Regions from separate parts of the Mus musculus genome. Here all the other regions are linked to region 2. The links are chromatin contacts, called in public Micro-C and promoter capture Hi-C maps. All regions are on one chromosome and are shown on one strand. Each heading gives the region's core, a stretch centred on a gene start, on an enhancer-like site or on the middle of the called end of the contact. The rest is flanking DNA. Distances are from core to core; before and after follow the strand shown. Region 1 holds the start of Fam117a (family with sequence similarity 117, member A). Region 2 holds the start of Ngfr (nerve growth factor receptor (TNFR superfamily, member 16)). Region 3 holds the start of Zfp652 (zinc finger protein 652).

Region 1 (3,924 bases), core at 455-2,954, 250 kb before region 2:
TCCCTCATTTCCCTCCATAGCCGGAATCAAACCTAAAGCTTTGAGCATTCCAGGCAGGTATTGGCCCACTGACCTCCATCCCCAGCCATCAGATGTACTTTTTAAAGCTGAGCTAGCCTGAGAATGGCTGAGTTTTAATTCCAACCACCAGGTCTTATTCATCCCTATCAGGCATTTAGTAAGACTGTCGTCCTCATGGAAAAAAAAGAGTACTATTTTCTTCCATCACAAACAATCTATATGTCAGAGCTTGAAGCAAATCGTTCAAACATGAAAGTAGTGTCTTTGCAGAGAAAAATCTTTTCACAGTATGTTCCTTTGCCTCCATGTTCTGTGTTCTGGTCTGATTTTAATATTCAGCCAACTGTTGCATTCCCACTCTGAGCGTTATCTGCTTTCAGTATTGGATCCCAAGGTACTCTCGCAGCACGCACACCCAGTTTACTCCCTTTCCTCTGATTAGTAAGTGTGGCTTCAAGGGAATACCTTTAAAAAAAATACTAAACTCGGTAGAGACTGAAATAGAAAGACAAATCGGTAGCAAGGTCAAAATTAGAATTCATAACTAAATATAAATCTAGAGGGAATTATCCAATTACTTGGATGGTCCCTTCTCACAGACAGTCCAGCGTTAATTGGCTCTGTTTCTTTTCCATATATAGAACAAAGTAGCAAGAGTAATGGATTTTTTTTTTTTGAGATGCATTGTTTTAATAGTATCTTAAATACTGCTTTTTCTTTTTTCCGAAAATGTGTTCACATATACATAGCATATAATTTTCACAGCTTGCCAGTATTCTCTTTGGGGACCATCTGGTCTTTGACTTGTAGGTCAGAGAGCAACTGAGCTGGAAAGACAAAGATTTCCTAGTGGAGTCACTATCAAACTTGATCAGATTTATCATTTACTTTGTTTTGCTAGGTACACTTACAATGGATGGTTCTGAAGGGAAATTCCCAGCTCCCTTTTAAAGGCTCAAGTTAATTTACAGACTAACAGCTGTTTTTATTGAGATTGGACCAGCTTCAGGAAGGGACTTGGAAACGTAGAAGACAAATGAGTGTCATGTGAGGCGAGGTAGCCATTAAATGTACGAATTTAATGCAAAGCTCATGCAAATGATAGGCAAACCTTCTATAAATTTATCGAATCTCAGTTTGGAGTTTGTCAGCTGCAGTGAAATCTCATGAGAATTGAAAACTAATGTTTTTTAGTTAAACTAAATGTAATGGCTTTTGAAGTTAGGCATTCTCAGTCCCATTGAAACTGCTTAGAGTTTGACACTACCACCTTTAAAGATTTCAGTAGTGTTTGATTCCAGTCCACATCCAGCCCCGCCCCCTGCACAGCCTGACATCACATGGCATATATTTGCATACTACCTGGGACTGGGTGTGACGATCCTCCCCTTTGAACCTTCTCATTGGCAGTGCTGAAGAACCAGCCCTCTACTGGAAGGTCCAATCGGCAGCCTTAAGGACATTAAAAAAAAAAAAAAAAAAGAAAAGAAGAAAATCAGGAGGGTGGGGGTCTTGACTTGATGGCTGAGCACATGGACCAATCATCCTCGGAAACAGAAGAGCCCCGCCATGGATTGGTTGAGGGGGAGGTCCTGGGACTCTGTAGGCCAATTAGAACTCTGGGCCGAGGGGGCCGGTCCGCGCCCGTAGGGCAGATAAGTAGCGGCCGCGGGGGTTGGGGGCAGTGTGGGGCTCGCCGTGGGGGTGAGGCGGCAGGTAGCCGGGTGGGCCATGTCCGGGGCCGCAGCGGGCGGCCGAGGCGGAGGTTCCTGGGGGCCGGGGCGCGGAGGGGCGGGGGGTCTCCGGCGGGGCTGCTCTCCACCGGCGCCCGCTGGCTCCCCCCGGGTCGGTCTGCAGCCACTCAGGGCTACGGTCCCCTTCCAGCTGCAGCAGCCTCACCAGCGCCGGGACGGGGGTGGCCGCGCAGGTGAGCCGGGTCCGGAGCGGGTGCTGGGGCGACGGGCTGGAGAGTACTAGAAGTAGATGGGAGGTGAGAGAAGAGAAAAAGGGGCGCTCAGAGTTCGCGAGGGCGGAGGGAGCGAAGGCGAGCAGCTGCGAACCTGCGGTGCAACTCCGGGACGGGGTGCCGGGTGCATGGGCCGGGGACCAGAGGGGAGGGACCTGGCAGATGGAAGCTAGCTTTGGGGGGGCGTAACCGAAAAGTGGTCCGAAGTGTCCGCCCGGGCGGTGTGAGAAGTGCTAGAGTGCGTGCAAGGAGTGTTGTGGGCGTCCGGAGTCGAGGGCTTCACTGGGAGCCAGAACCGGTGGGCGCTGGACGCCTGCTCAGTGAGGGGGAGGGGCATGGAAGAGAGCCGGGTGGAGCCATGTGTTACTTCTCCTGCTTGAGTTTGGCCCCAGCGTCTCTCTCTATGGCTCTCGAGTTCCTTTCTTCACCACTTCACGTGCGCTTTCACATTATGCTTCTTCCAGGAGATGATTTGAACTCAGCCCGTTGGAATAAGTTAGTTTAACGGCTTTTACTTCGGTGCAAACATACCTCTGTTACCGATTTTCTACATTCCTCTCGGGGTAGCCCCGAAGTTGAATGTTCCCATATCTCTGACTTGCTTAACATGGCTGTCTCTTTCCAGTTATTCTGTGCGTGTGTGCTTATGTACAGGAGTTGGGCAGTTTGCATCCTACTTCTTGCCTCCTCCGAAGGTGTTTTGCCCTGAGCATTCCCAGCCAACGTGGCAGTGGAGTGCTTACAATCAAGTATGCTGTGTTAAATACCCCACTTTCTGAACAGCGCCGAAGCAGTTTCTTAATAGCAGCTTGATGTGGTGGGTGTGGGGAAACTAGGGTGGAGCAAATTTAACCTTGCTTTCACACTTAAGGCTGTGATGGGACCCACAATTGCAGGCCCTTTGGAACGGAAAGGGAACCTACTTGCATGAGGAGGTTGGCAGTAAGTTAAAAGTGAAGTTTGCGTTTGATTCACACCAGATGTGAAAGGATCATTGCACACTTCCTAAGTCTAAGTTTGTACCAAATGTACAGAAGCTATGGTCCCTGCCATCCTACTGTGACAGTCCCTACACCAGTCTCTTGTGCTTTCTGCAGATGACTAAGCTTGGACATTGCATATCCTCTTCCTGAAGGTATTCTGTTACAGGAGTCTTGCTAGATAGGAATGGGATTCATCGGGTCTTTGAGGTAGAAAGCCAAGTCTATTTGGACCTCACTGTATGTGCTAGTATCACATTCTGGAACGCAGAACTTGATCAAATCTGGTAGCAAGATGGTGACCAAGTAGTCAAAGTATGTGTAGAATCTGGTGGTATAGAAGAAGGCAATGCCCAGACAAACTCGTGCCTATCGTCAACTATAAAGCAAACCACAAGACTACAAACCTGTTGGTTTTGTTTGGGCTTCCTTGAAACCCAGGGAAGCTAGAGCAGCAAGCACCAGAACCTTCATCACTCTCGGGAGAAATTGACAGAAGCCTTGCCCGTGCAGTAGTTAGAAATTGTTTAGCCATCATTTTAAGAGCAGTTGTTTTGTGATCCCTACAGAGCTAGCATTAGAAGGGAGAACAGTGTGTGTGTGTGTGTGGGGGGGGGCTGTGCAAAGGGGATGAACATAGGCTAGCAAGCTTGGGTTTCATTACATGGCCAACTCCTTTTGCAGGGTCAGGGTCTCTAAAGGTACTGATGAAAACAGGAGAGCAGAGGTCTCTGTAACTTCAGGTGACTTAGAGAGATTGAATGGGTTCCTGCATTATGTATTTGGTTGGCCCATTGTTTCTTCACTTGTTAATATCCCAGACGTATTAAAGAGACATTTGCCTATGAGGTGGGATTATTGTTATGTTTTCAGTAGGAATGGAGGGGGAGAGTTGAAATAGTAGCTTGAACCTCTTGGTCTTCTTTGTGGCTAAGCATTAAAGGGAGGTGGGGGGCG
Region 2 (3,980 bases), core at 1,302-3,801:
TAGTGTGTCCTCCCTTCTAACTCATCCCTCTAGGGAGGAGCCAGGTGCTACATGCAGACTGGGCTGACCAGGTAGGGTGGAGGCTTTCCCTTCCCGCAGCCGCTTCATCACCCACCCACCCTCCGCAGCAGCCCCGACGCTCATGCTGCCCATTTGTTGCCTACGCTGCTGCATCCCTATTAGGAGCATTAGCCAGCCGGGCGGCTCCGGTTACAGACGTCTGAATGACAAAGTGCCTCCATTACCGGCGCGGCCGGCCAGCAGACTCTGGTTGCGCTCTGGTTTCAGAACTCTCGCAGCGGCGCAGGAAGAGGCTCGGTCCGCGGCGGAACACAGAACCGGCTCTAACTGAATAACCTGGGGAAAGCAGAGATGGAAAACAGAGCCATAGGGGCTCAAGTCCAAAGGTTCTGTCAAGGTTCAGTGGCCACGCCCTCACCCCTCCAGGATCAGAACTACGCAGCGCCCCAGGCCCTCTTCCCTAGCCAACCATAACAAGGACCAAGAAGCACCTCTAACCAGAAGCGTTAGTTAGCAAACACTCTTGCAGTCACTCCCAAGTCCCCGGAGGACGCCACAAGGACTGACAGCTCCAGGGAACCATGTTTGGGCTTGAGAAGGGTTTTCCATCCGCTTGCCTCCATATCTCACCTCCTGCCTATCCTTTGGAATGGTGTCACCCATATCCCTACTGTGAAACGAAGCGAACCAGCTGCCGCCCCCTCCCCACCTGCGCGCGCCCAGGGAGTTCAGAGCTGGAACGAGGTGACCATCCAGCCACACGACTCTGGCTTGAGATCGTGACCAACTTGCTTAAACTTCGAAGTCCCTGCCTCCTTATCAGTAAGATGGAGATGGGGGGGGGGGGTGTACAGTGCTCGGATGTGGAAAGGGTGGAGGGAAGAGTGAGGAGAGGACGTCACTTTCATTGCCAACCTTCCTTAAGATCTGGTCAGAAATACCCAGAGTACTCAGGTTCATAGAAGGAGGACCTAATGACCTTAGCCGGAGTTGGTGTCTCCGAACAGCAATCCGACAAGAATCCCAGGCATCCAAGTGGCCCCTGTCTCATTTGAGAAGCGTTCATTGACTTTCACCGAAAGCCTGGCCAGGTGTGGGCGGGATGATGATCCTATTAAGTTCTGGACCGGAAGGAGCACGGAGGGCTCAGGGCCCGTGGCGGCTTAACTTAGAAGGGACTCAGTGCGCAGCCCAAGGCGCGCACGCAGCTCCCAACAGCAATCCCTCGCCCGCAGTGCCCCCTGCGGGTCGCCTGGGGTTTTGCATCCCCTAGCTGTGCGCTGCCGGAACCATCACAGCCTTGAGAGTCCCAGCGCTCCGCATCTCGAGAGCTGGCCGGCGTTTAATAGGGTAGGGGGATGCCCCGGCTCTGTCTCTCCGGGTCCACTGAGTTGCTTCAAACCACGTGAAAGGTTTGTCAAGGAACTACCCTAGAAGCGGATTTGCCATAGTGAAGTGAGCGCTCTCTTCCCTGCCTGGGATGCCCAGACGCAATTCCCGGACTGGGCGAGGCCGCTAGAAAGAGCGCTAGAACCCACGCGGGAAACGTCTGTGACTGGGCTGTCCTCATCGCATCGTCCTTGAGTAGACAGACAGGCGGGGCCCCGAGCACTTTAGGGTATGCACCTTCTTTCCATTTCTCTATCTCTTTTGTGGTTGTCTCTTTTCTGCCCTCCATAAAGCCCACTTCTCTCTCTTCAACCTCTCTGCCACTCCCGAATCGCTCCTTTCGATGCCCCTCCCCCCCATTGTCTGGCCGGTCCCCATTGTCCATACTGGGTCCCCTCTGCCTCCAGTCCCTCCAGCTGCCTCCCGCATTGTTCCGTCTCTAGCCCCTCACATCTTTAGTGCCGATCTCTTTCCCTTCCTTCTCTCTGCCCTACAACTCCCCAGGGACTAAGATGCTAAAGAGAAAACTCCCCTCGGGATCCCAAAATTCACACGCTGTCGTCAAAAGAACCCAGGCGCCCGAGATTCCCAAACCTCCCTCCACCCCACTCGAGACTGCTCCCAGTCTCCTACACCGCACCCGTCGTAGTGCTCAAGAACCAGCAGCAGCAAGCAGAACCAAGAACGGGTGTCGTTGCAACAGTCCTGTCTGCATCTCTATCCTGGGACTGGGTCGCCTCTGCGCTCTGAAAGTCCTAGAAGCTAGGAGCGCCCCTGTGGGTCATGATCCCGCAGCTCCTCCGCCACCCGTTGCCAGCATCTGGGACCTTAACGTCTTATTCTGTTCCCTGGGTGGTGGCACCCACATCCCCTTGGGGTTCAGCTCTTTGAAAAGGTTAACGGAGGTCCCTCCTACTAATCACTTACCCCTAGAAGCAGCAGCAGCAGCAGCAGCAGGCGCAGCCGGTCCATGGCGCTGCAGGCAGCACCTGCCCTCCTCATTGCTCGCCTCCGGCGACAGCGCTCAGCTTCTAGCTCAGTCCGCTCTGCGGACCGATGGTGCTGCGCGCTGAGCTGAGCTGCGCTGCGCTGCGCTCCAGCGCCCGCTGCCCGCCGGAGCTGGCGGAGGCTCCACTCGCTCTGGCTGCTAGCGGGCGGGAGCAGCTGGGTGAAGGCAATGCAGCAGCCCCGCCTCCTCCCCGCCCAGCCCGCCCAACTCCCCCCCCCCCCCAACCCCTCCGGAACCGCGCCCGCCCGGCTGCCTAGGGTGGGGAGTCCAGAGCAGTCAAGTGAGGCGTGAGAGGAGCCGCACCCGTGTGCCCCGCTGTGGCTTCTCAGTGGGCTGCCCCACGTACCCAGGGCACCTCCGGTTATGCTGAGCATAAGATGCTTCGGATCCAACGGGGGCCATTGCTCTCCTACTGATGAAGCCTGCCTCGGGGTTAACTCTCTTAAACATCTTTAGCCTAATTGCCTACCTAGCCCTTATTCCGAAAATGAGGCTGCCCTCCTTTTATGGTTGGATACACACCTTATTCCATTCTCTCTCTGTTCCAACTTGTGGAGGGATATGTTCCTTGGGGCCTTCAAGGTGAAATCTATCCCAATATCATAATTTGGGATATCTGTCTGACACTGTTTCTCTGTCTCTGTCTCTGTCTCTCTGTCCCTGTCTCCCCCTCTCCTACACACACACACACATACACACACACACACATGATAGAACCTAGGACCACACACACACACACACACACACACACACACACATGATAGAACCTAGGACCACACACACACACATGCTAAGCAAGCATTGTATCACAGAACTCTATCTCCAGCCTTTCATGAGCTTGAATGAGTCACAGGTGTGCACATAAACCCCAGGAATACACAAACACACTCTCAAGTGCACCTGTACGTGTGTGTGTTGACGTACTGACATCTGCCTATACCGTCCCTCAGGCATTCATATAGACCTGCTCATCCTACAAGGGCTCCTAACACAGACCAGACATACATCAATGCACACAGGCTGACATTCACATATACACTCCTACACACTCACATGTGTGCACTGCACAGTGGTAGTCACACAAGCCCACATCTGTATTTTGCCCTCAAATGCACACACACACACACACACACACACACACACACACACACACACACACAGAGTATACAGACAACACACAAACATGATTACATGAGTTTGTGAGTTTCCTACGGGCAGGGACAGTAGTGTCTTCTCTGACCACCCAAGTGTTCAGTCATGGAGGGGATTCAAGGGGAGAGCTGTTGAATGGATTCAACATCCACAGACTCATCCGTGAGCTGTGTAGGCCTTCTGAGGATCACACTGGCCATGCTCTAGAAGCGTGGCACATCAAACCACCTGTATGCCAAGGAATGTGCAGTCAGTCTTTCAGAAGAAACACCGCCCCGCCCTTCTCTGGTTCCCAGACATCGAAGGCCCTGGTACAGAACTGTGTGGGGACAGTCTATCCCAGCACCAGATGTTAGCTATGTCTGGACTCCAGTTCCTCTTCAAAAAAATACAGTCCCAAAATAATAGA
Region 3 (3,858 bases), core at 782-3,281, 160 kb after region 2:
AGCCATGCCAGGCTTTCTTCTGGTACTTGAGAGCTGTTGAATTTTATTAGAGCCTGAGCTATGTTGGATTTTAATAGAAAACTATCTCAGTGACACACACACAATGCTTCTTACCGTAAAGATAAAGAGTTCCTTTTAATTAACACTTATTTCTACATTTAGATGACGTTTGTGGGTAATGGCGAGTGCTTTGAATGCTGCTGGCATCCTGGCAGAGTAGCTTACTTAGGATGTAGCTGCTTCTTTGGCCCAAGGGGTTGTTTGATGAACCTTAGGTGCTTCAGCTGGCTTGTGGTGAGGAATACATATTTGATTTTGTTCTTGTGTGGAGACTATTTGTGCTAGCAAGTCCTTAGATAGTACCTGAGAGCAACTCTGTCCTCATACAGGTCGATTACTACAACTAGTATAGTATCTAGCAGATGGGAAACACTTACCTGTTTAACAAGGATGTGACCAAGTGCTTTGTATAAATGCAAATCCTCTGATTATTTATAAACTAGAGAATTGGCCAGACCTTACAGTTGTGTAGTTTGCTGCTTGGCTCCCACTTTTTGCATTAATGGACAATTTAAGTGGACTATTATTAGTGGACTATTGTTGCTACAGTTTAGGATCGACAGTACCAGAGTCAGGTTAGAAGTAACCGTATTTATTGGTCTCTTTATGAGCCTCGTTGGTTACATGTTCTCTTCCCTAACAGTGTATTCGCTTTATGTAGAGCAGCTCAGCAGGGTCTGAGTGACTCCTGTTACCTGTTAAAGTTACATAGCAGTTCAGCGTCAAGTGTACTGAACAGTTTCTTACTAAGGTTATTTCGTAGCAAGATTTCACTCACTTCAGCCGAGTAGAACCAATATATTAAGAAAAAGCCATATCATTCATCCCAGGCCTCGGGGGGCAGAGGTAGGCAGAACTCTGTGAGACCAGGTGGCCTCGTCTGTACAACAAGTTCCAGGACAGCCCGGCTACATAGTGAGACCCTCATCTCAGGAGGAAGAAGGGGGAAAGTTAAGCTTTGCTTATTTTAATTAATTAAAAATTAGCCCCAAAGTTTTGCAGTAGGTACTAAGTAGATGCTGAATAATAAAAATGTCTCTGGTGCCCATCACATGACAGACATTCAGTAAATACTGTTTTCCTTCCTTTTGTCAACTCGACTATACAGGTCCTCCATTGTCATTTGTATGACTCAGCTGCAGGGTAGCTGGCAAAATAGCAGTATAAGCATGCTGCAAGCAGATTGTATGCCCGTCATTGTTTTTTCATGGATGGTTTTAGTTTTCTTAGAACCGTGCCGACCTGGTGGTGACTGATTCTCAGAATTTTGACTTCTCTGCAACTGACACATGAAAAGTCACCCAGTTGTAGCATGGCTGTGCACCAAGTGTCAACCGCCTCAGCGGTGCTCCCATAGCTGAGGCAAGTTATGGTGACGGTTCATTTATAATTATTAAAGGCCAGGTCGGTTTCCTTGTGTGGTTGTGCCAGTTAGCTGCTCTAGTTCTGTGGCCTGCAGTGCCCATGTGGCTGCCCTTGTGTGTGGGTTCTCACTCTGGTAGATGTGGTGGCTGATGCTGAAGGAAACTGCCAGTATGACTCCCTTGAGTGTTTCATGGCCTTTTGTATCATGAGACTGATACCAGCAGACCCTGCAGCATCCAGTGTGGCAGACATCATGTGGTAGTAGGTATTTCTTCATCAAACACATGCTGTCTGCTTTAAAGATAGTTTGGTGAATTTGACAGATATGGCTCTTGGTATGATAGAATTTACATTCTAACTGAAATTGGGGACTCATACAAGCCTGTAAAATAATATCCATTTCAAACCATTTGAGGAGAATAATGAATCAAAGTGTATGGAATGTAATGATTTTAAATTTTGTGTGTTGTGAGGAATTCCATGGCCTAAGAAGAATATGGTGATATAATTTTTTCCCTCATTTTTTTTTCTCTTTATAGACAAGATGCTCCAAGTCCCCTGCAGTTCTCTTCGAAAGAAGACGAGGAGTGCTCTGCGCCTGCCGTAAGAACAGCCCTTTTTGACTTAAGGTGGCGGTGGTGCTGTGACACAGGAAGAACTGCATGCAGGCTGCAGGAGTTTCTTATTCTCACTTCTTGAGTAGTTAGTTCTCCGTGGAGGGAGAAAGATTTGAGTCTTAATTGCCCTGTTTTCAAGGTGTTCTGTGTCGTCTGAACTGGGCCACTTCCTAATGAGCTACACAGCCAGTCCTTGTCCGGAGCTGGTTGAACCCTGTGCAGTGCATGCAGAAGGAATGGCCCAGGAAGAGAGCCATCGAAGTCAGGCGCCACCCACCTTCTACCATGGTGCCAGCCAGGAGCTCGACCTGTCCACCAAAGTGTATAAAAGGGAGTCTGGAAGCCCTTACTCTGTGCTAGCAGACACCAAGATGAGCAAACCACATCTCCACGAGACGGAGGAGCAGCCATATTTCAGGGAGCCAAGGGCAGTGTCTGATGTGCATACTGTCAAGGAAGACCGGGAGAATTCTGATGACACGGAAGAGGAGGAGGAAGTCTCTTACAAAAGGGAGCAGATCATAGTGGAGGTAAACCTTAATAACCAAACATTAAATGTCTCTAAAGGGGAAAAGGGTGTCTCTTCCCAGTCCAAAGAGACGCCTGTCCTTAAGACAAGCAGTGAGGAAGACGAGGAAGAGACTGAGGAGGAGGCCACAGATAACAGCAGTGACTACGGAGAGAACGGACGGCAGAAGAAAAAGGAGAAGCAAGTGGAGAGAGTCAGGGTTACACAGAGGCGAACCCGGAGAGCGGCCTCTGCTGCCGCAGCTACCACTTCCCCTGCACCCCGCACAACTCGAGGCCGTAGGAAAAGTGCAGAGCTACCCAAGAGGAAGAAGCGGGCCACCAAGGAGGCTAAAGCGCCAGTTCAGAAAGCTAAGTGTGAAGAGAAAGAGACTCTGACCTGTGAGAAGTGCCCCAGGGTGTTTAATACTCGCTGGTACCTGGAGAAGCACATGAACGTTACTCACAGGCGCATGCAGATCTGTGATAAATGTGGCAAGAAGTTTGTCCTGGAAAGTGAGCTGTCCCTTCACCAGCAAACAGACTGTGAAAAAAACATTCAGGTAGGTCTCACCAGCGGAGGGCAAAGTTTCCAGGCTAGGACCTGGCTGTTCAGAGTCATCTGGTGTCTGCCCAAGAGGATAGAGGCTGAAGGGACAGATTTCACCAATTATCACTTTAGACTCTGCTGCTTGGGTCTTTTCAAAACCAAGGCTTAATCCTGTCTTTCAAAAGCATTACACTTAACTGACGATGGATTAGTGAGAACCAGGTGCACTGGAAGGGGGATTGGTTATAGATGACTGACTGGGATGTAAAGTCAGCGCCGACTTTGCACTGAGAGTCTCTGTTGTGGGACCTGTGAGATAATTCATTCTGGCATCTTCTGTCACGGTGGGAGGTTTGCCGAGTGAGGGCCAGGAGTAGAGAAAGGTCCTTTCCAATTAGAAGGATGTCAGAGTCTAGTGCAGCTGATGGGGACAGAGACCATGACTCAGACCTGTGGAAATGGAAGATCTCCTTACACCCGTGGAGAGATGGCAACACTAAATGTGTCAAGAGGCAAGCCCGTGGGAATATGCAAACCTTAAACAGAGGCTGAGCTGTTTGAAAATGTTGCTTACCTGGCAGTAGGGTTACATAATAATGTTGCTGTACAGTGCTGCTGATGTAACAAAGCGTGCTATTCAAACCACTCTGGTGTCTTGGAAAGATTGTACTGTGACAGGTTAAGAGGTGTTGAATTTATTGCAGCTATATTGGTGTATGTATATGTTTGTGTATTAATGGATATTCATACATGGTAAGT

What was found. A called contact is a pair of places that touch in the nucleus more often than the background predicts. Capture Hi-C pulls out chosen DNA fragments and counts their contacts.
Region 1: a contact with region 2 is called in a promoter capture Hi-C map of adipose tissue. The contact joins the promoter of Fam117a here to the promoter of Ngfr in region 2. A contact is called at or near these places in 6 of 39 promoter capture datasets (cranial neural crest, hippocampal neurons, liver and 2 more) and 2 of 9 other capture datasets (adipose tissue and pancreatic islet).
Region 3: a contact with region 2 is called in a Micro-C map of palatal mesenchyme, with 3 times the contacts expected there. The contact joins the promoter of Zfp652 here to the promoter of Ngfr in region 2. A contact is called at or near these places in 3 of 39 promoter capture datasets (hippocampal neurons, liver and pre-B cells) and 9 of 484 Hi-C or Micro-C datasets (the G1E-ER4 cell line, LSK cells, the N1E-115 cell line and 5 more).

What each region holds. Positions count from the first base shown.
Region 1 is chr11:95,335,314-95,339,237 of GRCm38.p6, forward strand. It overlaps Fam117a (family with sequence similarity 117, member A), which reads left to right and starts at 1,705. Exons shown (of 8, transcript NM_172543.4): 1 at 1,705-1,948. The coding sequence starts at 1,753.
Region 2 is chr11:95,585,147-95,589,126 of GRCm38.p6, forward strand. Ngfr (nerve growth factor receptor (TNFR superfamily, member 16)) reads right to left here and starts at 2,552. Exons shown (of 6, transcript NM_033217.3): 1 at 2,338-2,552. The coding sequence starts at 2,412.
Region 3 is chr11:95,747,036-95,750,893 of GRCm38.p6, forward strand. Zfp652 (zinc finger protein 652) reads left to right here and starts at 2,032. Exons shown (of 5, transcript NM_201609.2): 1 at 2,032-3,112. The coding sequence starts at 2,216.